7 separate regions of the Mus musculus genome follow, and regions 1, 2, 3, 5, 6 and 7 are each linked to region 4. Evidence: chromatin contacts called from public HiChIP or PLAC-seq and promoter capture Hi-C data. All regions are on one chromosome and are shown on one strand. Each heading gives the region's core, a stretch centred on a gene start, on an enhancer-like site or on the middle of the called end of the contact. The rest is flanking DNA. Distances are from core to core; before and after follow the strand shown. Region 1 has its middle 22 kb from the start of Zdhhc17. Region 2 holds the start of Zdhhc17 (zinc finger, DHHC domain containing 17). Region 3 has its middle 12 kb from the start of Gm30145. Region 4 holds the start of Krr1 (KRR1, small subunit (SSU) processome component, homolog (yeast)). Region 5 has its middle 13 kb from the start of Gm30145. Region 6 has its middle 6.4 kb from the start of Gm30095. Region 7 has its middle 44 kb from the start of Gm30145.

Region 1 (2,716 bases), core at 216-2,715, 940 kb after region 4:
TAGTGAGTTCCAGGCCTGTCCTGGGTACACAGAGAGATCCCATCTCAAACAAGAGAACAAGCGAGCAAACTCAACAAAAAGTCTACTTTTCAGAAGCCAACAGCATCTCTCTGTCATTTTGTCATGTTTAATCCTCTGCAGAATTCGCCCCCTCGCACATAATCTTATAGCCAGCTTTCCCCACCTCTCACTCTGCTCCTGCCACGTAGCTCTTTCACAACATAAATTTCCTATATTAAATGGTTTCCCTGCTGAAATACCATTAGAGTGATTTTAGATTTTTGCTGTGACAAGCTGCCATAATAAATTACTTTGTAATATAAGCTCTTTCATGCTTGCTTGTGTGATGAATCTGTGTATTTCTAGAAATGGAATTTCTAGGTCAAAGAAACAGATGTGTTTGAAATTTAGATAAATACTACAAAAATGCCATCCAAAGAGTTTATGCTAACTTGAATTTTTACCAGCAATATATATCTGAGAGGGTCTATTCTTAACCTTTGCCGATCTGTTAGTAAGATATAGTATACTATTACTGTTTTAATACACATTTCTCTAATCCTGGTTGAGATCTAGTATTTTATCATTTATGCATAAACTGTTTTTATTTCTTTTTCTCTGAACTATATTTTTACATATATATATATATATATATATATATATATATATATATATACATATATATATATATATAGCAGATCACGTCCAAGGAATAATATACATGTTTTTTAATTTCATACCAGCTTCAGGAGTTTTTAAAGCATGCCATTGGATTTAGAATTAGGTTGGCAGCAAGGTCATATATAATGGATTTTTCATAGGAGAAAATATACTCTGTTAACATTGGTCCCCAGGGAGTCTTCTCTTTCCCACAATGCAAAGCTGTAGTCTACTTGCCTCTTCACTGTTCTTAATATCCAGGAACTGCAGTCCCAGATTCACATTCTTTTAAAATTTACCACCTCTCCAAAAAAAATACTATATAACAATATGGTTTTATCGTAGCCTTGAGACTCAAAAATATGAGAATTATAGAGAACGGATTGGCCGAATCCCAAAGACACACAGCAGCTTGTGAGAGGTTACATAAGAAACAAGACTCGAAATGTGTTGCCACGTGTGTCAAACGAAGAAGCTCGGGTTGGTCTAGATATTGAGCACAACTGAGAAAGAAACAGCCAAGGGTAAAATCTCCAGGAGTGGGGGTGGGGTGGGGGATCCGGAAGGCTGGAGCGCCGCGTGAGGTTCAAAAGAAGGTCCTATTTAAGGTTTCTTTAAAACCACGATGAATACATCTCCAACGTGGTGAAGTCTCCGCGTGTGACAAACCACCAGTTTCGGTTTTCGTGTGTGTTGGTGGTGACAGGTTTTGTAGCGAACTTCGAGGAGCCTGACTCAAACTAGCTGTGGCTATAAAAAGAATTGGCTGGATTATGTAAAAGGAAGTGAGGGGATTAACCATGTTCAAGCACCAGTGACTAGGGCTGGCTCCTTGGAGCTCTCTTCCAACTCTCACCTGCTGTTTTCTGAGTGTCAGCTTGTTTCCTTCTCAGCGGAAAACTACATGATAGCGTTAAGACTTTGCTATGAAGCAACAAACAGATGTTAGGTGATGTTTTAAATACTTTGAACGTGCAGTTGAAAAAAAAAATGCCATCGTCTGTAATCTTTCTTTTATTTGATACAATTTTATTACTAAGTTTATTTCCAGAGAATTAGAACTCTGTTGCCTTTACTTATACCAGGGATTCCTTCGCTTTTGCCCTCTACACCTGGGAGATTTTAACGGAACTCTGGATGTATAGTTATATAAAATAGGAAGACAAATCAAACACTGCTGATAATAAATCATAAAGAGATTGACTCTGAAGCAGTTCTTTGCTAGCTGTGGTGCACGCCTCTAATCTCAACACTTGAGAGGCAAGAGGCAGGCCTGAGTTTGAGGCTAGCCTGGTCTACAGAGTGAGTTTCAGGACAGCCAGGGCTACACAGAGAAACCCTGTCTCTAAAAACAACAAACTCCATTCTTTGGTATGTAAGCAATTTTCCCTGTTCCTTAGAGATGAAAGAAAGTTTCCATTCTAATGACCTGGCAGCCTTTGCCTAACAGAATACCATCCAAATGCGGTCAGTTGACATGTGCTGGGGAAGATGGTTACTGTCTCCATCACTAGACCATTCTATGCCCATAAGCACGGAACACTTGGTAGGTATGGCAACTGATATAACTCAGGTATCCTGAACCTGGGCTAAGCTGCTTTGAGCAACACTCATCAGCACTGTGTAGTAGAGGAATGAACAGGGCACAGCTTGTGTGTTGAAATTCATAACACTTGATTTTGCAGTAATATTTGGTCACGGCGTGTTTGGAAACCTTTGACTCTTACCAAATTATTCCCAATTATTAGTCACGTGATCCCACGTGGAGTCGAGCTCTTTGGCTCAGGAAACTCACACTGAAATGACTTTCTTGATGGGTTTTTAGCTCCTTTCCAAGCGGGAGCACAGTAGTAAATTCCAGGATATGTAGAATTTTTCCTATCAAAACAAAATAAAACAAAACCAATGTCTACCTATATCTATGAACTCAACCAATATTCATGATCAAAGTCCAATTTTCTTTAGGAAAATATACGTGTTAGGGTGAAAGAACTCTTCTAAGCAGGATATCCTGAATTATCATTAAAGGAAAAGACAGTGCTAAACAGCTCAAAAC
Region 2 (2,924 bases), core at 185-2,684, 960 kb after region 4:
AGGAATTCTGTTTAGAATTGCATGGTTTCTGGTTTCTGCCAGGACAAAAAAAGAAAGAAAGAAAAAAAAAAAAAGAAGAAAAGAAAATCGGTCCGTGCCGGAAGGAAAAGCCCTGCTGAGAGGATACACACAGAGACAGGCAGCGCCAAAGAGACCGCTTCTTTCCCCCCACCAGAAGCAGCTATAAAATAGCATATTCATCCTTTTTCTGAGTGATTACTGCCCGTTTACCGACGAATACTAGGTCTACTTTGCCGTTTTCATTTGTTACTGGGAGAGCACAGTATTGAACGGACCTAGCCTCGTGATCTCGTCCAATGCCTTGTTACTCCTGGTTTTTCCTCACCTCCTCAGAATCGATTATGTCCAATCCAGAACCGATCTCAGCTCTCCCCAGACCCTCCTCAGATTCTTTTGGCGGGAATATAAACCTTACAAAGGGGTTTCCTCTTCCATGCCCCATCCTTTTTTCCTCTGACGTGCCTTCCTCCCGATCTACCAGTAAATCTGGCTTTGTCCGACTGCAGGTTTTTTCCCCTCTGGTGATCTTTGGCTGATTTGGCTTTGACAGGGGACTGGTTAGTATCAGAATCTCTAATCAGATCGCTCTTTGCTAAATGTTCCCTGGCGCTGTAGAGATTTACAATCCCTAGTAGCCCAAACCAGAAACAAATCCTTTCTGCAATTGTTCCATCAGCCCCCTCCCAACCCCAATATCCTCTTAAAGCCGGCTTTAATCATTTTTATCTGGGTCACACTCTAGAGCTTTCATTTTAAAAAGGTTTCACTTTTGAATCCCCGGGTCCCTATTAAAATGCAGCAGATGGGAAAGTGTGGGGCTTTGACCTTGTCAAAAGCAAGGATTTTAAAAAAAAATGCCCTAGCTCAATCGCAAAGAGGGCATCACACAACAAAAGCTTTTTCAAGGAAGCCAATTTTTTTTTTTTTTTTTTTTGTCCTTGCTTCTCCCGGTGTCCCCGAGGCACAGGTGCGGAGGCGAGGAGAACGCATCCTTGCTCTCCCAGGGTCACACCCTAAGCCCTTCCAGCCCTTGGAAGGCTCGGGACCCTGCCCTGCGCGGCTCTGGATCTCCGTCTTGTGTCGCGCGCGGCCTTTCCCGGGTGGCCGGAGCCGAGGAGCAGCAGCAGCAGCAGCAGCAGCATCGGCCTCCGACCGGGACCCGCCCCCGGGCCGCGGCGCCCACGCCCAACGCGGTCCGCTGCCCCGGCGCAGTGCAGCAGAGAGCACACTCCAGCCCCGGGCCGGGTCGGGCCGGGCCGGCGCACGCGCATCGGGACCCGCGCCCTCCGCGGCGGGAGGGGCTGAGGGGGCGTCCCGGGGGCTCGGAGGGAAGAGGAGGTGGCGGCGGTGGCGGTGGCGCCGCGTCGCCCTCATCCGGGCTCGCGCTCGCCCTCGCGCTCGCCCTCCGCCTTGCCGAGCCCCGCGAGGCTGAAACGCTTTCTCCCAGCATGCAGCGGGAGGAGGGATTTAACACCAAGATGGCGGACGGCCCGGATGAGTACGAGACCGAAACGGGCTGCGTGCCCCTTCTCCACCCGGAGGTGAGGGACGGCGCCGAGCGCCTTCCCGGGACCCTGCGGTCCCGCGGCCTCGCTCCCTCAGCCTCGCCCGGGGCGGCGGCCGAGGCGTCCGGCGCGGTGACCTGTGGCGGGACCCCGGGGGAGGCTGAAGAAAGCGAGTCCAGGCCCGAGCGCGGCGGCGAGCGAGCGGATAACGGGGGAGGAGATAGCGGGGCGGGCCCGGCCGGGGCGGGCTCTGGGACGCCGTCCCTGGCGGTGCCTGGAGGACAGAGGTGGGGATGGCGATGGTCCTGTGGTGTCGCCGCGCTGCCTGCGGGTGCAGGGGCGACGGGGGCCTGCTGACACTTTGGAACCTCGGCCGGAGCCCCTGGTCTCGCTCCAAGCCTCCCCAGGCAGGGGAGGCAGCCGATCTGCTGTTTGGTTTTAACTCTCTCCTCGTCCCCTCTTTCTCGGTGGCGGATGACACGACCCTTCCCATCAGTTCACTCGTTCCCCGGGGATCGTAGTTTTCCTGGGCAAAGTGATGTCCTTCCAGATTATGCCATAGCAACCAGCTCGCCGCTGGGGACAGCGAATTTCGGGGTGTGTTTGCCCTTAGGCTATTAAAAAGAAAAGAAAAGAAAACAACAAAAAAACAAAAAGAGAGAGGGTCTGAACTTTGGCGAATAAACGCACGCACCCATTAGCTTGTCACAAAGTAGCGCTGTTTGGGGACTGTCAGGGAGGGTAGACAGCGCAACACGTTTCCCACCGTTTTTTCTTTTGTATCTCCTGGACGGGAACAGTTTTCTCTGCCGGAGCCGTCAGGTTCTGCCCGTTGTTTACCTCCCAGTTTGTAGCTGAGTTTGTGTTTAGTAAAGGCCTGGAAGCAATTCTTTGTGTATCCAGGTTTGTTGATTATTATTATTATTATTATTATTATTATTATTATTATCATCGGTGCACGGTGAGATGCGGGGAGGGCAGGAAAGTGTAGCGCAGCTTCCTGCAGAACTCAGGTCGTGTTTTGAGGTTGAGAATGGTGTCCAGATCCGTGGTGTTCGAATAAACGTGGTTACTTTGCATTCGATTGATTTTATTTCTTCCTGGCTTTTGTGTCTTGTTTTTTTTTTTTTAATTGTAAATACAAAGGACCACTTTCGTATTAATACCCTATTATCTCTTAACTTGATCATACACACACACACACACACACACACACACACACACACACATACACACACACACACAAACTGAGACAGTTTCTTAGAAATATATGCTGAGACAAGTCTCATTAGAAAAGACTGTTTTGGGTTTCTGACACAGCTATGCAGTAAGAAGAAACTTTCTGAAAAATTAAAGTGGCAATAAACTTAGAAAGATTTCTTTTGGTTTACACAAGGT
Region 3 (2,757 bases), core at 158-2,657, 580 kb after region 4:
AGCTCTGTGTCTTCAGTTTTTAAAAAGAAGCTAGAAAACCAACCCGGGGGGGGGGGGGGGGGGAGGAAGGCATTTGTCTCTCCTTCTTATGATAAATATAACATCTCACATTTAAAGGACTTTTACATTCATAATGAAACTTTCATTACAAAAGGTATCTAGCCCAGGAATATAGCGAGCTATTCCTGGGAAACTTTTGACAGCCGAAAGACTTGAACGCGTACAACCGTATACATAAAAGCAAACTTTATTTATGACACTTTTTATCTCTCTCCTTCTCACAATTCATCTCTGCCAAGTTCCTTAGAAGCCCAAACCTCTGGTCCTTTCTCTACCTAGGGATGATGCATATGTCTTACCGCTCTGGCTCCACCCTTGTATCCCACACATCTGTGGGACTTGTGTACATGTGTATACTCTTGGTGGGAGTGAAATATTTTAAGAATATCCTTATGCCCTTCCCTTCAGCTATCAGACTATCAAGATGATAACCCAAAGAAGTCGCTACTTTCCCAGAAGTCTCAAGCTGGGTCAAAGAAAAGTCTGGAGCTCTTGAGGTCAGCCAGAAGAGAGGAGTTGACTCCCAGGAAGAAATTTCAGAGTTCAGACAACTTGTCCCCTCTTGTCCCCTGTTTAAACCTAAATCTCACATCAGGATGGACTGGGTGTGGGGTCACATGACTTCATAATTTCTCATTTCAATGTGACCACATTGAATGACTATCTTTTTTCTCTTTTCCTACCATTATTTATCTGTTTAATTGGCTTAGTGAGAGTGGGTGAGAATGGGCGTCCATGGTAACCTGTTAGCGCCTAGGTTCTGACCCTAACAACTCCAGTACCGTGAACTTTATTAAAATTGCTTTTCTCCTGTTAATCTGTCTTCTGCACATTTAATTCTTAGGCCAACCATAGAACCCATAAGGGCAGAAGAAACTGTTGTCTTCTCTAGAATAACTATCCATTCCAGATCAAGAGAATGCAGGAACAAGGACCCAGTCTTTAAGTTTGGAGTTTTCATTATTATGTGAGACTGAATATGTTACATTTCTAAAAATAAGGCTGCCTCACAGCAAAAAGCAATTGACATCAAGAGCTTAAAAAAAAAAAAAAAGACAAGGGAAGTTCGTCTCCACTGAATAGAGTCTAACGTGATGGAAAGAAAGAAAAATAATGTTGGGATCGCGTTCTGTGGGCCGGCTGGCACAGCTGTACGGTTATGTAAGCACGGAGCATGGAGCAGCACCTTCCCTAAGAGAAGCCCTGAGCTAATTCTGTGTGCTGCATCCCCAGTCCCAGCTCCCAGGATAAAAATGTCTACTGAGAGAGGATCTGAAACAGCCCAGCCTGGAATTTGTCAGCTGGCAGGGTGCCAGGTGACTCAGAGCCTTGTAATGCAATTAAGTGAGTTGCGTCATCTCCGCGTGTGCTGTGGGAACATGTGGTCTTGAAAGTGGTGGCTACCCTTCTCTGAAACACAACCCTGTCCCCCAAGCACCTATGAGGCACTATCGGTCAAAAATGCACAAAGCCCAGACACCAACAGTACAATCTGCTGTGTTCATCTCAGGCAGGGGAAGGAATGAATCTAAGAGAGGGGGCGGCTAACCCGAGTTTCTGACTAGGGACCAGGAAACTCTCAGCCTCCCTCATCCCTCCATGATGTGCTTGAAATCACTTGAGGTACCTCAAAACCGCCATGCCCCATCTTTGAGAAATTCCAGTTTATTTCCCACGTTCATGCCTGGGTGCGAGAATTAATTTTTTTAAGCATATACACACACAAACAAATCACACACCACACAGATACACTATATACATACACACACCATGCACGCACATCATACACACATACCTCACAAATGTCCCACATTTATACACATAGACCACACAAGCGTCTATACTACCACCAATGGTCACCACCTTAAGGCTCTTTGGGGACTTTGTCTTGTTTGCCTACTATACTAGTTAAATTTACAAGTAGGATTAGGGTGAAAAACAGATTTCCTTCCTTCTTGTGTCATTGTGCATTTTCACACACACCCCTTAAAGCAGTCTTTTCTCTTGGATATTTTTTGTTCTCTAGCCTTGCTTCCTATCAGACACCTATCCGCCTACTTGGTCCACCTAATCTTCCCTGAACCCACTATTTGTGATCTGACAGTTCGTTCTATTCTAGTTGACTGTCTTTCTGAAGATAATGCCATGTGATGTCAGAACTTTGAAGATAAAGAACATGTTGATTTCTTTATTGACAGGCCGAGTAGCTTGCTTCATGCTTCAACTTCTCTGAGCAAAGTTTAGTTAGTCATCAACATGTTGGCATATAACAAACCGGAAGTGACGTCTCAGCCAGTCTTTCACACACTTCCAGCATCCCTCTCGCAGTGCCCCACTATCCCTTTCCACCAGGTGCCTCTTCACTGCATGGAGAGGCTAGGGCAAGCATAATTCATGCTTGTAATTCTTCTAAGTTCCACCTTCTTCATCCCCTGTCCCCGATTTTTTTTTCTCCTTATTTACATGTTCGCCTCTGTCCTGTGCCTACCTATGTACAAAGCCAAGAGGCAATACATTCCGTCATCAGAGGGCCTCTGAAAAGGGCAAAGCTGGTCAGTTTGCTCACCTCAGAACAATGGATGACTGGTCAATAAGAGAGGCAAGTCCTAAAAGGCAGATGGCCATGTGACAGCTGTGCTGGGTTTCTGTGGCTGTGTTAGGGCATGTGACTCAGGGCCGGGTGGCAGCTGGGCCACC
Region 4 (2,894 bases), core at 3-2,502:
TGGCACAGCTCCTTCCGGTAGCATTAGCATAACTTGAAGATACCCTGCAATTGAGTTTCCAATCCTAAATTCCTACAGAGACCCTGAGGCATTACCAGAAGACATGCACAAAGGTGCTTACAAGAGCAAGCTGAAGGCAGAGCTCAAATGTCCGCCAACGACGGAATTTAAATATTACACAGCATCGTAAAGAATCAGAAGCTAAAGACACAGACAACATACATAGAGTACACAGCTCCATTCATTCTCCTATGATTCAAAAGGAGACAAAAATCGAAGCGTTTTGTTAAAAATCATAATAGCTGTAGATAGGTGACAGAAAGCTCGAACGAATTACTCCGGGTACCAGAAAGGAAGCTATATAGCATCTGTGATTGGCACATGGATAACTTGAGGAAGATGGTCTACTCATCCTGTCAATTCCTCAAGCGTTGGTTTGAAGCTTTTACCGGTGTCTATAGTCCCTGCCGTATTTTACGTACTTAGTTTTTAAAAGAAAAAAATTTTTCTTTTTAAATTGAAGGTAGGTAAAAACCAAACTCTCATCAAAACGGAAAGAAGCAATCAAACTAGAGCAGCCAAAAATCAAACTAGGGGTTAGAGCTAAAGACTGAGAGCTGTGTCATTTAGCAACTTAATAATCAGATAAAAGTTCTGACAAAACTTCCCATTGAGCTCCGTCCCCACCTTTCCCCGTCCGCCTCCCTCATCACCATCGGCGCTCGCAGGACACGAAGATTCTCCCACCTGATCCTGATCCGCATCCTCTCAACCTCCCCTCCCCAAAGCTCAAGGCAGAACTGCCGCGCCTTCCACAATCTCTGAGTCCTCACACTTTTACCGGGGACAGAAGGCGCATCGGGTACACTTGCCAGGGACGGTCGCTGGCAAAAACACTGCGTTAGCTGCACGTGGCCGGCGCAGCCATCAACACCCGCAACCCTCGGCTACCCCGGCTACCGCAGGCACTGCACAGCCTAAAAGAGGCTCAACCCAAGTGCGCGGCCAAAGAAAGAGACAAAGATGCTTCGAGATCCGCCAGCTCCGGGCTTCGGGTCTCGCACTGCCTCACCTTGGGTCTCACGCTTCTGTTTCTGCGGCTGAGAGTCACGTTTTTGAGCTTCTTTGGCAGGCGCCTCCGCAGAAGTTGCCATCGCAAAACTGCTTCCGGCGGCCCCGGAAGTGGAACTGTTCTTTAAGATCCCGCCGGCTACAATGTGTAAAAGGCAAAACGAGTTCCGGATAATCCCTATGAGACCTGCGTGGTCTCTGCTCTGACGAACAGGAAGCCGATGGGGCGGGGACGGGGGGGAGCGTGACACTTCCTTCCCAGGATGCATTGCAACCTCGGTGTTGCACGCTGGGAATGGTAGTTTTCTTGTATCAAGCTCTAAATTGTAGCTACTTGTATAGCCCTGTGGGAACTTCTTTTTTGAGAGGGGAAGGGAAGGAAAGGGAGAGAAAGGGAGCGAAGGAGAGGAGAGAGAAGAGAGGTGGGTGAGGGTGAGGGAGAGAAGGGAGGGGAAATTATTAAAATTCTTATTTGAGGGGGATTAGAAATCTAATGAAAATGGCGAATTGTATCAAAAATCTACCCAAACTTTGCTACCACTCTTTAGCCCATTTGAAAACCTACCATGAGTTTTGCATTTTAAATCTCTCAACTTCCAGATTGGTTTTAAAAGACTTTTCTGTTCTATTTTTATTTATTTGTTTGCTTGCTTGTTTTGTTTATTTTGGGTTTATGAATCGAGGCCACTGTGTATCCTTCACTAGCCTGGAACATGCTATGTAGACCTGGCTGGCCTCAACGTCATAGTGATCTTCCTGCTTATGACTCCAGAATCTGGGATTAAAGGTGTGTACCACCACACCGGTCTTCAGCATTCAAATGTTTGGGGTTTTTTGGTGGGGGCTGGAGGGAGCTATTACCAAAACTTTATTGTTTATTATTCTTACATCATAGCTTTAAAAGGCTTAGAATATAGTCAGTAAAAACAGCAAAAAAATATTAGCACAAAAATATATTCACTAAATTAGATGCTAAGATGTGAAGAGATGTAACCAGGGTCTGAAAACACACTAGGACCTCTCCTTCTGGACCATGCTCTCCCCAACCTCCAGGAAATATTTAATAAGCACATGGGTCAATAAGCCAGATAAAGGAAAGAGGAGTACCCGCATATGCCTAGTAAAACTGAGAACAATACTTCAGGTGCTTAGATCGGTGGTTTTCAACCTGTGGATTGTGACTCCTTAGAGGGTCAAACTACCTTTCACAGGGGTCGTCTAAGACCATCAGAACGCACATGTATATAGACATTATAATTCATAACAGTAGCAAAGTTGGACGTAATAACGAAATGATTTTGTGGTTCAGGGATCACAGAAACATGCAGAACTATACTGAAGAGTTGCAGCATTAGGAAGGTTGGTAACCACTGGATTCGACTATGTTTTGAACAAATTTTAAGGGAAATTCTCTGTATGCAAACTGATGCCTCATAATGGTGCACCCATTCCAGTCTCTTTGAGAATCAAATGTAGTTAGTATTATGTTTGAATGGTTATGAGCTTCGAGCTTCTTTCAAAGAGTGCTTTTCACACATGGGTGTGTGGGTCTGGGTTCCTTTCACTGGAAAGAGGCTGTTGGCCTCACTTCAACTTCTTCCAAGCCCTTGTTATTTTTTTTAAGTTGACAGCATAATAGTATTTCAATAAATACTAAAAAGTCTTCTAAAATCAAGATGAGAAGATGGGAAATTCAACACAACTATCAGGTTGGGGGGCACCCACATGTTCTGAATAAATTTCATCTAGATTTTAATGAGTCTGTTACTCATTGATCATAAAGTATTTAAATCAATAATTTAAAAGGGAAGAGGCTATGGGAC
Region 5 (2,700 bases), core at 120-2,619, 610 kb after region 4:
TCATGGAGGCATTGCCTCAACTGAGGCTCTTTCCTCTCTGGTGACTCTAGCTTGTGTCAAGTTGGCACAAAAGCAGCCAGTGCAGTTCACTAAGCTAGATGTGTGGGATTGTTTCTTTGGTGTGTTGTCAATGACCCATTTGGGGGTGAAAGGACATTTGTTCATGACTCCCTAGGAAAAGTCACACAACAACATCACAGGATAAAACACCAAGCTTGCTAGCTCTAGCATCTGTTCGTCTTTTTATACTGCCACTAATGTCACCACAGGGGCTCCATCCTCAAGACCCATCTGTGCAGGGTCTCTAACTTCACTCTTCTTAACTCTTCCACCAAAAGACTTACAAGCTCGGGTGATACTAGTTGTATGGACAAAGAAGGTGCGGTCGAGTTGTTAAGAGCTAAGTTTTGTCCCCTCGAAACTCATGTGTTTTTAAATCGTCATCGCCCACAGCTCAGAATGGGATCGTATTTGAAGAAAGGATCTTTAACCCCTGCAAAGCACTAACTGCATTTTTACTAGTTGTCTCTCAAAGCACACTGCCTGCTCTTCCTGTAAGGTCAATGAGATGAGAGAAGGAAAGAGAGACAAGAGAATGAGCATCATAAGAGCACAGGCTCTATTTGGTGTCCTGACTGGTTTAATATCAACTCGACATAAGCTACAGTCATCAAAGAGGAAGGAGCATCAATTGAGAAAATGCCTCCATAAGACCCAGGCTGTGAGCAAGTCTGTAGGGCACCTTCTTCATTTGTTGTTGATGGGGGAGGGCCCAGCCCTTTGTGGGTGGTACCACCCCTGGGCTGGTGGTTCTGGGTTCTATAAGAAAGCAGTCTGAGTAAGCCATGGGGAGCAAGCCAGTAAACAGCACCCCTCCATGGCTTCTGCATCAGCTCCTGCCTCTGGGTTTCTAACCCTGTTGAGTTTCTGTCCTGACTTCTTTGAGGATAAACTTTTTCTCCCCAAGTTGCTTTTGATCACAGTGATTCATACAACAATAGTAACCCTAAGACGTTTCGGAAAGACCTGTGAAGGGGGCAGGCAGTTCTAGTGTAAGACCCGAGCTCAGAGTTCTCTTACAGGAAGACTCTGGGTGTTCCTCCTGGGGATATATTAGTCTTCTGCTGTCACTCCTTAAAGCTTATAGCAAACAGAATCTCAGAAATTCCAGGAGATATAGGTCCATTTGTACCATCGAGGACAAAAGAGAATGAGAATTAGCCTCAGTCGAAGCAAACGTCTGACGTACACAGTAGAAATGGCAGCGTCTTCTCCAAAGACAGGAGAAATGCATCTCTCTGTGGCTGTGTGGTCAGCCTTGCTTCCTCTCTAAGGCATGGAAAGCATCCAGGAAGTTTTGTAATGAACAGGGTCAAAGGGGAGTGCTGGCTACTGATTAAAAAATCCAGTCACTTCAGAAAGAATTCTAGCACACCAGACTCTTGCCAGTCATAGGGGGAAGGGAGCAGGAGAGTAGGAGCTGAATACTTCTTTATATTCTGGCCTACAGTAGGCTATGGCTAGGGGTAGCTATGGAAATGACCTGACTGGTGGATTAAAGGAAGTCAGATGATCGCAGGGCCAGCCTTGACTGAGGATTGATAGATGGGGTGAGAATCTACAACTCACAATTGCTTTACTTCCAGGAACTGTTTAACCCCACTAGAGGGGCTGCACATGGAGTGCCCACGGCTAACATCTCCTGTCACTGGGAACAGTGTGTTAGGAAACCCAAAATACAAGTCACGAATGAGATCGAGAAATACAAAGCTAGATAAAATGTTACGCATTGAGGATATACTGGTCTAGCAATGAAAACGTGCAGTTCTTTGCATCTTTATACCTGCATTAAAAATCATACACTGTTTACCACTGGGCTGCAGGAATATGCTGAAGTCCAGAATACTAGAATGTGTTTCCCTTCCTTATGCTTGTGTGCACTGATTTTTTTCTCTGCTTTTCTTTCTATGGGGCTGAAGATTGAACCCTGGGTCTCATGCAAGCACTCTACCTCTGAGTAATGTTCTTATCCCCCACCCCCACCCCTGCCCCCAAGCCCCCGGATGCACAGATCTTATCCTCGAGGCTGCAACCCAGCAGGCTCTTGTCTGCTCGGAACTAGCACAAAGGGCAGAAGAGATTAGCTAAATCCTCCTGGCTGCCTTGTTTCCACACAGCTTTGTCAATTAGTCCTGGGATTGGAGCAGGGACTGCTGAGTCCAGAGATGCTCTATTCTTTACCAGTTCAAATACTGGCACAAGCAGACCTGACTGATCCTGTTTCAAAATGTCAAGTTCCAATGTTCGGAGCGTTTGAAGCTGTACAAACACTCTGCCCAAGCGGAGGAAAACTCCGGGTGTTCCTCCTGGGGGTGTATTAGTCAGTCTGCTGTCACCCCTTAAAGCTCATAGCAAACAGAATCCCAGAAATTCCATAGGTCCATTTTCACCAGCCAGGACAAGACAGAATAAGAATTGTTATCTGGAAGTTTAGTTTTAGTGGGGGCACTCTATTGAGTGAAGCCTTCTTGCTTATCCTCTCAGAATTTGCTATCTTGTGGCTGCTGTGACTTAAAAGAAATAGGAAGGGAGAGCGACCAATTGACTGTACAGTGACAGAGCAGGAGGGCAGCCACTCTTAATCCATGGGGACAGAAACCCTGGCTCTGCAGAGAACTTCAAGCTTCTCTCCCTTCAAAG
Region 6 (2,700 bases), core at 27-2,526, 650 kb after region 4:
CTACTCAAGTCAGATACCATGGCATGACAGAGAAACTGCCAGATTCACACAGGAAAGGAAAGGGACAGATTCACACAGGAAAGGAAAGGAAAGGAAAGGGACAGAACTGCTAGAATAGCTGCCATTAGTACACACACACACACACACACACACACACACACACACACACACATACACACATACACAAGCGCACACGCGTGCACACACACACAGGTATACGATTAAGGACTTTGAGATGCACGCCCTTGTCTCTTTTGAAAACATGATGAGAACACACACCTAGCCTCCTGGATCCTGACCTCGGGATGCTCCAAGGTTTGCTGTGTCTTCCTTGAACATGTCTGTGTCCCTCTGGTGACTGACCAGCAAGGAGTGACACTTGGAAAAGTCCAGCAGGAAAGGAATTATTGAGGCAAAGGGACCACATGTAATAGAGAATATCATAGAACTTCTCCAGTGGGGAGCAAAAGGAGTTCTTGAGTTTTGTGGTGAAAATACCCGAGTTTAGAGAGTAAAAAGTCCCATGTATCTGGAGTTTCTCTTTCCAGTTTCAGTTTCCCATGGTCAACCATAATCCAAAAATATTAAATGGAAAGTTTAGAAATACAAATGTGTGAGTTTAAAATTGTATATATTCTGAGTAGTGAAAGTGAAATCTCACACTGCCCTGCTCTGTCCATCCAGACATGAATCATTTCTTTGTCTTCACATCCAAGTGACATAAGCTATGTTGTCCTCCCTTGCCCCCACCACCCAGACTTTGGTAGCCATCTTGCTTGTCAATCTCACGATGCCTGTGTTCAAGAAACCCTGATTTTATATAGCAATAGCCTCAAAGTGCAATCATATTGACACTGGCAATTTAGACACAAGGGGCTGGAGGCTTCCTTTAAGCAAAATAAAGAAAAGGTATTAATAAAGAAAAAAGATCTTTCATGGGATAGTTCTAAACTTCACAGTAAAAACAAATCTGTGTTTGAAATTGTGGAAAAGAAAAAAAATCTGTGATTGTTTTTCTGTGTGTACTTCAAACTACAAAAGCGACCGTCACAATATGTGAAAACTGTTAAAATGGAAGAGAAATAAAATTTGTGTGCACATTGTGTTAGCTTTGCTGTGCCTGTGACATAATGCCTGACATAACTAAAGACAGGAAAGACTTATTTTGCTCTAGATTCAAACATTTCAGTCCTTCATGGTGAAGAGGGTACCACAGAGTCACCATTAGGCAGACAGGAAGTACAGTGGTGCAGTAACAGGAAGTGCTGGTGCAGGAACAGGAAGCTGTGGTACAAAAGCAGGAAGGGCAGTGGTGCAGTACCAGGAAGTACTGGTGCAGGGACAGGAAGTACTGGTGCAGGGACAGAAAACAGCCAGTAAGGCAGGATAGACAGAGAGAGAAGGTTAGGGGGACATCATGTTATTTATTCTAGCATGTAGATATTTGCTATAATGGTTGCATATATAGAGATAATATTCTTTTTATACCCAGATGTTGGAATAAGAACATTAACACAACAGTGAATCATGTTTAATGCCTAAGTATGGTGGTCTTTCTACTTTCTCACCTGTAAACCTACAGTTTTCCTAGAAATCTCACCAGAACCCCTGTTTACAGTAAAGGTCGTGTCTTACCTGCCTTGTATAACATGTGACCCAAGAGTGTCATCTTCTCAGTTTATCGTCCTGAGGATCCTTACTAGCCACTTTCTACTCTCAAGAGGAAACAAGGGGGAAACGGTTTCTAGCAACCCACTGAGATATAACTGGACAGCCAAGACCATACCTAGGCCGATCAGTGAGCTACTTACAGACAGTTGTCCTTCGAGAAGCCCACTTTTTCTTTGAGAGCATCTCTTGTTACTGACCCTGCACTTAAATCTATGCTAAAAACTTCCTTTTAAGAAACCCAGCTCTACTTCATACTAGCTTGTTCTGAAATTCTCTTCTGTAGTGCAGTCAAGGGCAGGTTGCTGGTGGCATTTCTGGGTGACGTTTTGCTATACCACCAACACCATGACAAAATATTCTCCAAGGATGTGGATCTTGTGGCTTCCTCCAGTCAGGCCCCACTTTTCACAGTTTTATACCTCTTAAGTTTTTTTTTTTTTTTTAATTAAATCCATCAATGAGTCAAACCATTCATCATGTCAGAGTCCTCATGACCCAATTCCTTCTAGAAACTTCCTTACAGAAACATTCAGAATGTGCTTTGATAACTTTCTAGGCATTCTCGATCCAATCAAGATTAACCTGGTGTGTGTGTGTGTGTGTGTGTGTGAAGAATCCCTACACACAGAGCTCAGAGGTCTCCACAGTTGGAGTTCTCAGCATGCATTGCTTGTGAATCAGGAGAATTAATTCTGGCCAGAGAATGACTGATCTGGAGATAGACTTGAGAGATAAATTGCAAAGATTTCCTGAAAGTGAAAATTTAAGTTTTTTGGTTGACTGAGCAAAGCCATGGTCTCAATAAGTAGAAAGTGGAATTACTCTACCTGTGCATGACATATGTCATAGAACACAGTGAATGGGGTCTGCAAGGGGACAGGAACATGTCCTCCAGATAGTCCACAAACATTCCTCATGAGAAAAATTGGGCCAGTTCTTGGTCTTTTTCCATGAGAGAAGATGTTCCACACCCAAGAGAGATGTCGAAACAGCACTGGCCGAATAACATTCTCTTCAAGTCCTACCACC
Region 7 (2,869 bases), core at 29-2,528, 550 kb after region 4:
TGTATTGACCTTGATCTGATGATCCTCCTGCCTCAGCCTTCTCTAGGACTGGGATTACAAGTATGAACCACCATGTCCGGTTAAGCTGTTGAATTCTACTTTACTCATCTCTAATAGAAATGATAAATAACATCTTGTCTCCTTGAAGTGTGGCTTCCTGGTGTCTACTGATTGGAGAGTCTAAGACCAAGGTCTCTGGGACTTTGGAGGTGCCTTTGGAACTCTGGAAATCAAACTGTAGAAGACAATGGCACACATTCTACAGTACATTAGTAGGATAGTTAACACTGAAATAGGAAGGGAAGGGGAGCCAGATTTTCCTCAAAACCATAGTTTTGTGTTACCAAGATTAGAAATAGTAGCTTATTCTATAAGCTTTTCTTACTTAGGAAGCCTTTTTAAACAAGTGAAATATTTTAATCTCAGGAAACCCATTATACTGCTTGCTCAACACAACTACTATAGTTTATACAGTACTACCAGGCAGGCTTCTGGCAAAGGCAACCCTTGGGAGGTTGGCGATTTGGAATGCCAGCCCGTTTGGATACTCTTAGATTAGACGAAAGCATGGGAGTGGCTTAGCCAACATTAAAAATAGGAGCGCGCGTCTGAAATCCACGCACTTTATGCCTCCGTGCACTTCCTGAACCGCCCACAGCTGACTCTGGTTTCCACCCTGGATGCAGAAGCAGGCACTTTCCCTTTCTTAAAGACTCGTCTTCCTCCTCCATCGCTGCAGACTCACTGTGAAGCAGTATTTTCTGTACTCCCTCACTCAAGGAACCCCAGGCTCCTTTTTAATAAAAGTTGTTGGTCCTCTCCACACGTGCACCGGGCACAGAGTATTAGTGAGCCAAAAGTTGGGCTGCACTTTGGTCTTTGCTGTCTTCTTAACTTACTTTTCATTGTACAATTGTTGTGTTTTATAAAAAAAAGAAAAAGAAGCCAGGGATATGTTTGGTGGAGGCAAGGTATAGTGGGGGGGGGGGGGGGCAGGGGGGGGGGAGTGCCTGTGCAGGGGACCCATGCTGAAGCATCCCTTCCTGTTTATTTAGGGCATGGGGAGGGGAGTTGAGGAAGCAGCAGAGACAGAGAAAGGTGGGGGTGGGGAGCCCTGGCCTTGAGCACATGGAGAGAGGGAGGAGGGGAAGAGATCAAGAGAAGAGCAAGAGCAAAAGAGAGAGAGGGCAAGCAGCCCCTTTCATACAAACAAAAGGAAGCCTGAATGCAGCGCTACGGTTCCTTTTGTTTACAATGAAGTTGTTCTGGAGACCACTGGTCCTCACCTCACGCACAAACCCCACTTCCTCAGACAGACAGCGTGATCATGATCGCAAAGTGCCCTCTCCTCTAAGACAATGAAATGAAACCAGCTGTCAGCTGCCATCGCTTTGGGTACAGGCTTGTGAGTGGACATTAAAGAACCAACCACCTTTCTGAAATTCAATAAATAAGCCTCCCTTGCTTAGCACCTAAGCCAGAGAGAAGCTTCAATGGTAGTAAGTAACAAGTTGCTGTGTGAACTGTTGCTGTGTGAACTCAATGTGTGCTTCAGTTTTCTTATTTTAGAGGAGGGGGAGAGAGAGAAGAGAGAGAGAGAGAGAGAGAGAGAGAGAGAGAGAGAGAGAGAGAGAGAGAACACAGCATTGGCACATTGGCGCAGTGGCGGCTAGAGTAGTGGCCGGTGTTATCAGTTATCAGTGTTCTCAACCTTTGGGTCTCACTCCTTTTGGGGGAGGGGTGTTGAATGACCTTGTCCCAGGGGTCACCTAAGACCATTGGCAAACACAGATATTTACAATATAATTCATAACAGTGGCAAAATTATAGTTATGAAGGAGCAACGAAAATGATTTTTATAGTGGGGGGCGGGGTCACCACAACATGAGGAACTGTGTTAAGCAGTCTCAGTATTGGAAAGGTTGAGAACCATTGGTTAAGAGCCCTTCCAGTAGACCCGGGTTCAGCATACACACGGAGCTCACCATCACCTGGAACCTCAGGCTCTGAACCTCTGATGGGCCTTTCTGGCCTCCAGGCATACCTTATGAATGTGGTGCACAGACACGCCTGCAGGATGCATGCAGGTAGACACTAAACATTAAAAGAAAAGAATTGGAAGGAACTGTAGGGTTAGTATTTTTCCTAAGCTCTGCCCTACAGTTTCCTGGCAACAGTCAGGTGTGCCTGACTCACTATAAAAGGGGCTGCTTGATCTCTTGCCTTCTTGCTCCTGCTCTGTCCTCACCCCTTCCCCCCTCTCCTCATTCCCTGTCTCTCTCTCTCCATGTGCTCATGGCCCGCCTCCTCTTCTCTCTCTGTCTCTGTCTCTGTCTCACACACACACCACACACACACTCTCATTTCTCTGCCTCTACGCTACTACACCCTTAATTCCCCTCCCCATACCCTGAATAAACTCTATTCTATACTGTACCATCATGTGCCTGGTCCCTCAGGGGGAAGGGATGCCTCAGCATGGGCCCTGGAGGCACCCCTTCCCCCCCCCCCCACCTGACTACACCTCCACCAATATTTCTTCTCTCGTTATCTTTTTATAAATACAACATGTAGTTACATTGATCCGTGCACTAAATTAATACAGGAAGCAGTGGGCCCAGGTGATTCCCCAGAGACAAACAAAACAACACAAAACCAAGATCCAGGGTGTTAGGTGCAGTGCCCAGGATTCTGCACTGAAGTTCTGTGTTAGTAACTTGCTCTTTGCAAAGTTTAGATTTTTTTCAAAGCACATAATCTAGTGAGGTATGTCCAATGCAAACATATCACTTTAAAGGTGAAGTACTGCAGGCCTCTTATGGGTGGTGGCTTGCTGAGTGGCACAGGAGTAGAGCTGAGGGCAGAACTC

What was found. Promoter capture Hi-C pulls out the DNA fragments that hold promoters and counts their contacts. HiChIP or PLAC-seq counts read pairs in DNA pulled down with a chosen protein or histone mark.
Region 1: a contact with region 4 is called in an H3K27ac HiChIP or PLAC-seq map of thymic regulatory T cells, with 5 times the contacts expected there. The contact joins the enhancer-like site here to the promoter of Krr1 in region 4. A contact is called at or near these places in 3 of 39 promoter capture datasets (the C10 cell line, pre-B cells and second pharyngeal arch cranial neural crest) and 1 of 115 datasets of contacts at active chromatin or transcription factors (thymic regulatory T cells).
Region 2: a promoter capture Hi-C map of pre-B cells shows a contact between it and region 4. The contact joins the promoter of Zdhhc17 here to the promoter of Krr1 in region 4. A contact is called at or near these places in 7 of 39 promoter capture datasets (the C10 cell line, the HPC-7 cell line, hippocampal neurons and 2 more), 6 of 484 Hi-C or Micro-C datasets (CD4 T cells, CD8 T cells, LSK cells and 2 more), 7 of 115 datasets of contacts at active chromatin or transcription factors (embryonic limb bud, large pre-B cells, memory CD8 T cells and 4 more) and 2 of 9 other capture datasets (adipose tissue and liver).
Region 3: an H3K27ac HiChIP or PLAC-seq map of embryonic stem cells shows a contact between it and region 4, with 4 times the contacts expected there. The contact joins the enhancer-like site here to the promoter of Krr1 in region 4. A contact is called at or near these places in 5 of 39 promoter capture datasets (the 3T3-L1 cell line, the C10 cell line, the HPC-7 cell line and 2 more), 12 of 115 datasets of contacts at active chromatin or transcription factors (the NIH/3T3 cell line, embryonic basal ganglia, embryonic forebrain and 7 more) and 2 of 9 other capture datasets (liver and macrophages).
Region 5: an H3K4me3 HiChIP or PLAC-seq map of bone marrow-derived macrophages shows a contact between it and region 4, with 4 times the contacts expected there. The contact joins the enhancer-like site here to the promoter of Krr1 in region 4. A contact is called at or near these places in 15 of 39 promoter capture datasets (the 3T3-L1 cell line, 3T3-L1-derived adipocytes, the C10 cell line and 9 more), 1 of 15 datasets of contacts at CTCF or cohesin (large pre-B cells), 2 of 484 Hi-C or Micro-C datasets (the G1E-ER4 cell line and the HPC-7 cell line), 12 of 115 datasets of contacts at active chromatin or transcription factors (the NIH/3T3 cell line, bone marrow-derived macrophages, embryonic basal ganglia and 6 more) and 2 of 9 other capture datasets (liver and macrophages).
Region 6: an H3K4me3 HiChIP or PLAC-seq map of bone marrow-derived macrophages shows a contact between it and region 4, with 4 times the contacts expected there. The contact joins the enhancer-like site here to the promoter of Krr1 in region 4. A contact is called at or near these places in 10 of 39 promoter capture datasets (the C10 cell line, the HPC-7 cell line, cranial neural crest and 7 more), 1 of 15 datasets of contacts at CTCF or cohesin (large pre-B cells), 22 of 484 Hi-C or Micro-C datasets (B cells, the G1E-ER4 cell line, LSK cells and 16 more), 18 of 115 datasets of contacts at active chromatin or transcription factors (the NIH/3T3 cell line, acute myeloid leukemia, bone marrow-derived macrophages and 11 more) and 3 of 9 other capture datasets (adipose tissue, embryonic stem cells and macrophages).
Region 7: a contact with region 4 is called in an H3K4me3 HiChIP or PLAC-seq map of bone marrow-derived macrophages, with 6 times the contacts expected there. The contact joins the enhancer-like site here to the promoter of Krr1 in region 4. A contact is called at or near these places in 13 of 39 promoter capture datasets (the 3T3-L1 cell line, the C10 cell line, the HPC-7 cell line and 8 more), 8 of 115 datasets of contacts at active chromatin or transcription factors (bone marrow-derived macrophages, embryonic forebrain, embryonic hindbrain and 5 more) and 1 of 9 other capture datasets (liver).

The regions. Positions count from the first base shown.
Region 1 is chr10:111,030,325-111,033,040 of GRCm38.p6, reverse strand. No RefSeq gene overlaps it. Among named protein-coding and RNA genes, the nearest start is that of Zdhhc17, 22 kb to the right of the region's middle. Within about 2 kb of position 1,465, at least 109 of the 459 cell types and tissues checked have an H3K27ac peak or open chromatin away from gene starts, as enhancers often do. A contact at or near this core is called in pre-B cells and thymic regulatory T cells, where this site is marked.
Region 2 is chr10:111,008,576-111,011,499 of GRCm38.p6, reverse strand. Zdhhc17 (zinc finger, DHHC domain containing 17) reads left to right here and starts at 1,434. Exons shown (of 17, transcript NM_172554.2): 1 at 1,434-1,562. The coding sequence starts at 1,470.
Region 3 is chr10:111,388,706-111,391,462 of GRCm38.p6, reverse strand. No RefSeq gene overlaps it. Among named protein-coding and RNA genes, the nearest start is that of Gm30145, 12 kb to the right of the region's middle. Within about 2 kb of position 1,407, at least 180 of the 459 cell types and tissues checked have an H3K27ac peak or open chromatin away from gene starts, as enhancers often do. A contact at or near this core is called in the NIH/3T3 cell line, embryonic basal ganglia, embryonic stem cells and 5 more, where this site is marked.
Region 4 is chr10:111,971,053-111,973,946 of GRCm38.p6, reverse strand. It overlaps Krr1 (KRR1, small subunit (SSU) processome component, homolog (yeast)), which reads right to left and starts at 1,252. Exons shown (of 10, transcript NM_178610.4): 1 at 1,073-1,252. The coding sequence starts at 1,154.
Region 5 is chr10:111,363,935-111,366,634 of GRCm38.p6, reverse strand. No RefSeq gene overlaps it. Among named protein-coding and RNA genes, the nearest start is that of Gm30145, 13 kb to the left of the region's middle. Within about 2 kb of position 1,369, at least 82 of the 459 cell types and tissues checked have an H3K27ac peak or open chromatin away from gene starts, as enhancers often do. A contact at or near this core is called in 3T3-L1-derived adipocytes, the NIH/3T3 cell line, bone marrow-derived macrophages and 3 more, where this site is marked.
Region 6 is chr10:111,319,362-111,322,061 of GRCm38.p6, reverse strand. No RefSeq gene overlaps it. Among named protein-coding and RNA genes, the nearest start is that of Gm30095, 6.4 kb to the right of the region's middle. Within about 2 kb of position 1,276, at least 14 of the 459 cell types and tissues checked have an H3K27ac peak or open chromatin away from gene starts, as enhancers often do. A contact at or near this core is called in B cells, adipose tissue and bone marrow-derived macrophages, where this site is marked.
Region 7 is chr10:111,420,585-111,423,453 of GRCm38.p6, reverse strand. No RefSeq gene overlaps it. Among named protein-coding and RNA genes, the nearest start is that of Gm30145, 44 kb to the right of the region's middle. Within about 2 kb of position 1,278, at least 95 of the 459 cell types and tissues checked have an H3K27ac peak or open chromatin away from gene starts, as enhancers often do. A contact at or near this core is called in bone marrow-derived macrophages, liver, neural tube and 1 more, where this site is marked.